Linked DNA regions of Mus musculus: regions 2 and 3 are each linked to region 1. A link is a contact called in public Hi-C data. All regions are on one chromosome and are shown on one strand. The core of a region is the stretch at or near the end of the contact, and the rest is flanking DNA. Distances in the headings are between cores, read along the strand shown.

The links. Hi-C and Micro-C count contacts between places; a contact is called where the count stands out from the background.
Region 2: a contact with region 1 is called in a Hi-C map of uterus, with 5 times the contacts expected there. The contact joins two enhancer-like sites. A contact is called at or near these places in 1 of 484 Hi-C or Micro-C datasets (uterus) and 1 of 9 other capture datasets (embryonic stem cells).
Region 3: a contact with region 1 is called in a Hi-C map of uterus, with 5 times the contacts expected there. The contact joins two enhancer-like sites. A contact is called at or near these places in 6 of 484 Hi-C or Micro-C datasets (cerebral cortex, embryonic fibroblasts, myocytes and 1 more), 1 of 115 datasets of contacts at active chromatin or transcription factors (fibro-adipogenic progenitors) and 1 of 9 other capture datasets (embryonic stem cells).

What each region holds. Positions count from the first base shown.
Region 1 is chr1:73,117,391-73,120,319 of GRCm38.p6, forward strand. No RefSeq gene overlaps it. Among named protein-coding and RNA genes, the nearest start is that of Gm29185, 21 kb to the right of the region's middle. Within about 2 kb of position 1,396, at least 19 of the 459 cell types and tissues checked have an H3K27ac peak or open chromatin away from gene starts, as enhancers often do. A contact at or near this core is called in uterus, where this site is marked.
Region 2 is chr1:73,515,193-73,517,892 of GRCm38.p6, forward strand. No RefSeq gene overlaps it. Among named protein-coding and RNA genes, the nearest start is that of C530043A13Rik, 13 kb to the right of the region's middle. Within about 2 kb of position 1,334, at least 19 of the 459 cell types and tissues checked have an H3K27ac peak or open chromatin away from gene starts, as enhancers often do. A contact at or near this core is called in uterus, where this site is marked.
Region 3 is chr1:73,617,302-73,620,068 of GRCm38.p6, forward strand. 6030407O03Rik (RIKEN cDNA 6030407O03 gene) reads right to left here. Exons shown (of 9, transcript NR_045311.1): 9 at 1,080-1,365. Among named protein-coding and RNA genes, the nearest start is that of C530043A13Rik, 89 kb to the left of the region's middle. Within about 2 kb of position 1,435, at least 7 of the 459 cell types and tissues checked have an H3K27ac peak or open chromatin away from gene starts, as enhancers often do. A contact at or near this core is called in uterus, where this site is marked.

The DNA.
Region 1 (2,929 bases), core at 146-2,645:
TCCAGCTGATAACTTGAAAGCAAACAAAAATGACTGAAAAGACACACTGAGGTTTTTCAAGAGTGTGGCACCCAGAAATGCCCAGTTCTTGCTAAAACTGCAGAAAGGTGCAAAGAAGCAGGCTTGCAAAGACTGGAGACAGAGATAGAAGGGTCTGAATCTTCATCCTGGCACTGATCATGCTCCAAGACAACCTATTAAGTCGTGTGCTTATGCTGTGTTTCCCCTCAAACTGGGCTTAAGTTACTTTACTTATTTTATTTTTATGACAAAAATGTTCAAGTGTCAATTTTCCAGAGGTGGAACGGCTGGATCTTTTAGGATGTAGCTCCTCCGTGGGCCACTTATTTTCCTGATGATGTACTATGGCTGGGTCTGAAAGCTGTGATCAAACTGTTTGATAGAAGGATGTTTAGGGATGAGTGGCTCTAGATCTATGGTTTCTGCAGGTTCAGTTTATGACATCCTGGTTCCATGGACTCGGGCAGAACTTCATGGTGGCAGAATTATTGGACAGAGAGGAAGCTGAGGGACAGTCAGGATGGAGCCAGGAGCAAAAGATCCCAAGGATCACCCCAGTCAGCTACTACCTACAGCTAAGTTCTACCTCTTAACGTTTCTAGGACTTCCCAAAAACAGTACCACCAAGAAGGAACTTTGCTGTGACCTAAGAACCCCTGGGAGAGACTTCATATTTAAACTACAGTCCTTTTCAGAGACACAATCCTAGCTCTCATGCACAGCAAGTGACATGAAGGAGCTAGGAGGAACATGGCCTGCTTTTTATTCCTTCAAACAGGAAAATTACCTCAGTAGACATTGCTGTGCTCTTTATGAAGTGAATCATACCTTCAGACCTGGCCCCCCCTCCACCATACCAAGGGTGGGGGGAGGGGAGGAATCGTAATTGTAACTGAATCCAAAAGCCTTACCTGCTTAAGGGAGTTAAATATATAGTATTTTCCACCAAAGCAAGGCCACCTCCTGCCTTCTTGAGTCCCTTACCTGCCTGTCACTAAGCTTTTCTCTGCCTCACAAGGGACAGTCACAGGTACTGCCTGTGATGTGACTCTGACTAATATGAATTCTAGGAACTACCTCTTCCAAGTAATGATGTGCTAGTCCTAGCAAGTTCATCAAAGACTCAAATATTGTCTCAGTGTCTTCAAGTGGACCACTCTGTGTGTTTGTGTGTGTGTGTGTGTGTGTGTGTGTGTGTGTGTGTGTGTGTGTGTGTGTCTATTTAGAGTATGACAGCCGGTTGCTAGGCAACGCATCTCCAACAAGGGGAGTGTGAAAATAAATAAATAAACACATGATGAGAATGTGGTCCAGAGCTTGTTATGACAAGAGCATTTGGGTGCAGTTCAGTCCCGCTTGATGGGAGTGTCACGGGGATGTCAGAGCTTGCTCAGCTCCCTCATGAGTTCCTTGCCTTTCAGCTCCTTGCCCTCTGTCTTATGTGGTGGGGAAAGCAGAGATGAAATACAGCTCTCTGGAGGGCTGTGCCTTTGTGAAAGGCTATTATAGCTGTAACAAAACTTTTGTAATCTGTAACCATATCCCATTACATCTCCAGGCTCCTTGGGTCTCTTCCCAGTCGTAAGGAAAACACACACGCCCTTTTCTTCCTTTCCTTCTTGCGTTCTTCCTTGCACCCTTGCTAGTTTCCACTCTTTAAAAGGTCATCCCAGTTGTTCTTTTCACACAGATTTTCCTTCTTAGCCTTTGATGGAAATTGGCCCTAGGTCTCCAGAAAGGCTGGGTGGTGTCTTTGCTATCAAAGACAAATGGAGGAAGCAGGGGCCGACTGCAGATGAGCTTACTTCAGTGGGCCAGGAGTTGCTGGGGATGATTAAGCCCTCTTCTGTCAGAATTAACCTTTTTTGAGCCTAGATTGTCTTCACACTCGATTATTACCTTCATTCTTGCTTTGAGGGAAACCAATTGGCTTAGAGTTGAAGAAGCAAGTTAAAATCAGACCTGGGGTCCTGACTCAGGTGCAACCAGTTACTAGTCACACGTCCTTAGGAAATGGCATCCAATCTCTCAGCTTCTTCATATGCAGAAAGAGGTTCCTGCTAACTGTCTTATAATTTCTCTCATAGAAGTTCTGTGAGACAGGAGGAGAAGGAAGAGGAGAAGGAGGAAGAAGAAGAGGAGAGTGGATTCAGGTAGTACTGAATCTCAAATGCTTCTTTTATTGCCTTGAGCTGCACAGTCCAGCCTTGATTCTTAAAGTCTGAAAGTCTTAGTTGAACCAGATTTCAATAAGGAATAAGATTCATAGGATTATGATGAGAGTTAAATGAAATTTAGTATCAAAACTCTAATAGAGAACTTTGTCCATAGCTGTACCCAGCATACTTGTTGAATGAAGACTAGAGAGTGGGGGTGGGGGTGGGGAGGGTGAGTTTGGTTGTTTTTCATGATTAAGTTACACTATCCTCATTTATTTTCTCTTCATCCCATTTCCTGTTTCTTCTCTCATTTCCCTTCTTTGACTCCCCAATTCCTTCCTTCTTTCTTCTCTTTCTCTCTTTCCTACATATTTGAGCTTTAGAATTGTCTTCTTTACCAAACTGTACCTTCAGCCCCCTTTGTCCAGGTTCTACCTCCTCCTCCGTTAGTTAGTATCCATACACTTTAGTCCAAATGATCCATAAGAGATACTTAAATTGAGTCTGTTTGAATGAAAGACACTCCATGGAGTTAGGCCTGAAGAAGGCTGCAGGTTTGCTACACAGATATCTCTCGATTGATTCCCAGGGACTGTTCTGACTCTAGGTCCAATTCTTTGAGTACTTCACTAGTTTTGTGTGTGGTGCTCGTATGAGAATGGATGGAGTTAGTACGCAATGTGATGATACAGTCACAAAAGCAGATAAAATGAACGTCCCTTCTAGGGGCCTTGTGTATATTAGAGGGA
Region 2 (2,700 bases), core at 84-2,583, 400 kb after region 1:
GTTGCCAGTACTGCATTCATTATCATAAATGAGAAGGCTTACCCTCAGGTGGAATTCTTCTATTTAGTGTAGGATCCTAGTCCATAGAATGGTAAGTACCTTGCATCTTCCCACCTCAATAACCTAATCTAAATAATCCCTCGCTCTCTCACAGGCCCAGGGACTTGTTCCTATTGTGGTTCTAAATTCCAACAAGTTGTCAGTCAAGATTAAGTATCACAAAGTGCTTCTTAAGCACAAAGATGTAGCCATGATTTTAATACCTTCATTGTGTTATCTTCTCTGCCAGCCTTAAGCAGAAAAGATGCCATTGATATATAATGCCACAGTTCAAATAACTCAGGGACAGATGTGAAGTTGGTGGGCTTAACCACGTGTCTGTGACACAAGGCGAGGCAGCTGGATCTTTCTGGATCTTCACTTCCTTGGGTGCTTGGATCTGACACATCTAAGTTTCTCAGGCATGAATACCAGAAGTGAAAATAGGTGTAAGCAAAAGACTCCCTGGAGTTCTGGAAATATAGTTCAGCAGATCTATAAGGTTCCTGCTTCACCTACTCAGATCTTCATCTTAAGCCTACATTCTTTGAGCATTCATCTGCTTAGCTCCCTGCAGTGAAGATACAAGGAAACAGAGATTGGCGGTGCATTCTGACCCAACTGGAAGACACAAAGATGGCCATCCTCCATCCATGGCTTCCAAGCCAAGAGATATGACTCAAAGGGGCTTACCATACAGAGTTGACTGTGAGGCAAAGACACAAGACTATGAGCCTGCAATTCCCCAGAGAGAAGTCAGAGCCAAGGAGCTCAGAAACAGGACCATGTGCGAACTGTGCATAGCGTTAAACACTGTCACTCCACCCACTATTAAATGTGGCTCAGTGAAAGTGAGTTAGTTCTTCCCCCTGCTCCAGGGAGCAGTAAAAGACACGATGGATGGATTCTGCTCCTTCATTGGCTGACACATCACGGTAGAGAAGAGTCTGCTTGTCCCTTCTTCATCTGGATGGGGTTCCTGACTGGAACAACTGAGAAACAGAACCAATCAGAAAAACTTTGCCAAGGACTTTCCTCCAAAAAACAGTACAGGACTGCATGGTTCTGCCTTTAATATCTCACACATAGGATAGACTTTGTTTCTTTCATGCAGTATTGATCTGAGTGATCCTACCCAGCCACCTCCTTGGTTGGCACTGAGGGCCACGAAAAAGTTCTCTCCCATAAGAAGCCATGTTGTCCCGGAAGATGAAGTGAGAGTCTACAGCCCAGAAGCCGGTCTCCACTGCTGGTGAAAAGACAGGGCCTGTTCTAGACTTTCCCAAGGCTGACTCAAGAGAAACACAAATGCTGTGAATCACTCCATGTGGAGGGAGGCGATGAAAGGTCTGTAGAGCCAAGGGGGAAAAGAGATCCAGGAAAAGATTTCAGAGATAAAGAGAACGGGTCCTCAGCCAGGCAGCTTGGGGAGAAGAGGGAAAGGGAGGCTCTTCAACAGATGTTTTATTAACTCGCTGCTGAGCAGGAGCGAGCCAGCTGTGGCCTTCTGAGGAACTTTTTCCATCACAGACCCTTGGCGTCGAAAAAAGAATAAAGTTGAAAACGGATGGCACCAGATTGTGTCCATGATTTATCAGTTTAATCTTGTCACCACGAATCAAAGAAACCCATTCAAGGAGGCAACAGCAAAGCAAAGAAATGGATTCGATATGAATCAGTTATTTGCGGTCAATCTGGGAAGTTTCTTTGGAGTATTAAAAATAAAATAAAATAAAATAAAATAAAACCCAAGGAGAAAGGCAATCCAGTGGTTTCTCGTGGCAAACTTTCAGGGGATAAAGAATTTAATTTGGGTTAAGTTTGGAGCTCAGTGGTAGCCTGCATGTGTGAAGGCCCTGGGTTCAATTCCCAGCAGCACACAAAAGTGATAATTTAACAAAGCACAGAGCACCGTGTTCTAAGGATGAAACACTGTCACAAATTAAACAGGATAAAATCCCCAGGCCAGGGGCGGTCCTCAGAGAATGTTCAGGACAGTTGTGGAGATGCCCTGACTCCCTTGACTGTGGTTTTCCTGTCCTTCTGGAAGCAGTAGGACCAGAAGATAGAAGTCAGAACAAATTTCCTTTGTGTTTCTCCTTTATAGATTATATCCCTGTGTTCCTATCTCAGGGTCTTTGCACTTGCTGTTCTGAAACCCTGCGGGTATCTGCTCCTTGTCTGGCTGGTTCCTTTCCCTGCTTTCGGTGCTCACTGCAATGTCCTCTCCATGTCGGTTTTCCTGGGGGGCAGTGAGGGGGGGTGCTCACCTCACCGAAAGACATCCCCTTTATCTCCAGTCTCCTGTATATTTACATAATAGTAATACTTGAATTATCAAAATCTTGATCGTCAGATTATCAGAGAAAAATCACAAAAGGGGAAAGGAAAACCGAAAGAACTCTAGATACAAATGACAGATAAGTAAAGAATTGCTGTATGACCCTGGAGATTCCTTTGTTCTGACGTCTATCTTCTGAACTTACTGCTTCCAGAAGGACAGGAGAAGCATCACAGGAGTCAGAGCATCCCCACAGCTGTAGTGAATGGTCTCTGAGGAAGGCCTCCTGGCCTGGGGATTCTATCCCGATTAAATTGTTATTGTGATTACAAGTATTTCATCCTTTAGAATACTGTGCTCTGTGCTTTGTTAAATTAACT
Region 3 (2,767 bases), core at 185-2,684, 500 kb after region 1:
ATTCTGTCATTGCCGTAAGAAATCCTGCAATTTCTGCTCATGCTTCCTTGCAATGGTTGTTAGACAAAGAAATGCTGCATTTGGTAATTTTCAGGTTGGAGCATTAGAAACAATTTTTTCTCACTAACAATATTTCCCAGTACTTACCAAATTCTTATGCCCCAGAAAAATTCAGTTGGCATCTTAACCTCAAGGTGATAACACTCAGGGAGGAAGCCTTTAGAGGATTATTAGGTTGCTAAGGCTCTACCCATATAGAAGAGGCTGCCAGAAAGATAGCTAGTGCTTGGCGCCATGTAAAGATACAGCCAAGGAGGGGAACCCTCACAATGCATTCGATTCAGTAGCACCTCCGTCTGGACTTAGCCATCTCCATGGCTGTGAGAATGTCATTTCACATGCTTTTAACCTACTCAGACGACAGTGTTTTGCTTTGTTTAAACCTGAACACTCTAAGACATGTGGTCAGTTTTTAGTGGTCAGTTTTTTGTTAGGGCTCTAGTTAGATTCAACAAATTGTTCCCAATAGAAGACTACCCTAGAGTCTTGAGCCCTGCAGAGGGACCATAAGTACAGCCTTCTCCAGGGTCTGTATGTGGGAAGCTCCTTATATCCTCGTTTCCTTTTGTTTTGGGATGCACTATGAAGAAGCTTCATTTTCTTTCCCCTGCAGCACATTTGGTCCTTTTTTTTCCCCCCATGGAGATCTGGGTTTCTGTTGTCGTTTCTCTTTTAGTATTTCCTAGTCCAGTCTTGGGCATCACCATGCCAGGCTTTTTTTTTTTTAAAGTGTACTGTGAATCCTTAAAGATGGGGCTTCAGATCCTCATTTCCTGATAGAAATTCACTGTAGCCTGTAGTTTTAGGTACGTGTTATTTCTCATTGTGTGTTTTCTGCTTTAGACACTTCTGGGACTGATGTCTAGCACGTGGTCTCCATATGACTTTTGTTCCCACCTTTGCTTTATCTCCATTCTGTTAACCTCTCTCATGCTCCTCATATCCAATAATATTTGGGGTCTTTTGGGTACTAAGATAGCATTTATTTTTATTTATCTTATTTATTTTTTCCTTCTATTGCTTTCCAGAGTTTATTCAATTCTTATTGCACATTTTTCTTGAGTATATAAGGATGTTGTGGGATATTTTTGTTCTGAGCTTTGCAACTAATGATTTAAAGTTTTTGTTTCATATTTTCAAATGCTGCTTTTAGACACTGATTCAGCCAGGATACATGTTAAAGTTTTCTCCTGCTTTCTGTGTGTGACCCAGGTTGGAGTATTTTCACTTCCTGGATGGCTTTGATGCTCCAATTTTGTCTTCTTAGTGACTCTGTAAGGATGCTGACGGCCATTTTCTGTGTACCTGTAAGAATTTAACACAAATGAATGTCAGCACAGCTGTCCAGCTAGGTGCCTGAAACATTTCCTGGTTCAAGAGTGCCCTCTTCTGGGGTGAAAACGTTGCTTTTCTTTTATTGAGGGCACCTAGGGCAGGGTGGAGGGGGTGGTGGCAGCCAGTCTTCCAATTTTGAGATTCGCTTTTGTTTGATAGGACACTTCTTTATTGTTCTTCACTAAGAAGCCCCCAACTGCACCTCTGTCACATGACCTCCTCTCTCACATAATTGGTGCCTTTCTCATATGACAGTCCAGCTCCACACACAGCCAGGTTCTCTTGTTCCATACCCTAAACCCAGAGCTCTTGGGTGACCAGGTCCCAACATATTACTTTTCATTCTGGTGTGAAACTTCATTTTCCAAGATTCAGTTTATCTGAAGTTTTGCCACAGTACGGTGATGTCTCCATACCTCTCTTTAGCTTTCTATCCAGAGTTCTACCTACACATTCTGAAGCCATGAGACCTGAAGTACATGTTTCTATTTGCATGTTATCTGAAGTTACTGTTAATTGTATTGTAATATGAGTGTATGTATTTTGAGGGGAGAGGAAAGGGGGCAAATGAATATCTGGAAGTCTATTTTTGATTCAAAGGATTCTTGAAACTGTTTTGAACACAAGAAAGAGTAACATTTAGAATTAGTAACTAATAAAGCCTACAGCTGTGTCCTTTGGTGTCCAGCCAGTTTTATCCTTAATATTTCAAGTCTCCCTGAGTCCATCATTTAACTCCTCCAGACACCCATTTTCTCCCTTAGTAAAAGAACACTTGTATCTTTCAGGTAAGGCAGCAGAACCCAGTCTTCTGTTTTCAACAATCTTTGCCTCTGCTTTCCACCTCGTGCATACAAAGGAAATTAGCTTGCATTCATAACTCGATAAGAAAATATTGAAAGAAAACATGCCCTGTCTTAACATGGTCTCAGGAAAATGTAAATATCGACTCTCATGCCAAGCCTTTTAAAGAAGACTGGGGTCTCTGTTGGTTCTGTTTGCAGCCTTTAACCAGTGAGAGTTCAGTTAAGAGTTGCCACTCCTCTGCACTGGATTTCTTTTATAAGGTCAGCATGTTCCCTTTCAGACTCCCAATACTCACCAAGTCCAAGGAGATATCCATGGCTTTGACCTCCTCCCCTCTTTTCCATGCCCCTCCCAGCTCAGGGTCCAACCTTAAAAACAACTCCCACTCTACTGAAATATCTCCTTCCTAGAGGAGACCATAATTTAAAATAAAACAGTAAAGAGTCGGGAGAACTTCAGAGCTAAATGTGAAAGCACTCAGGGTCACTATAACCATCCTTGCTTAATAATGTATATTTACATTAAATCCTTCGTTCTCATGTGGCTAAAGGAGTGGCTGAAAACA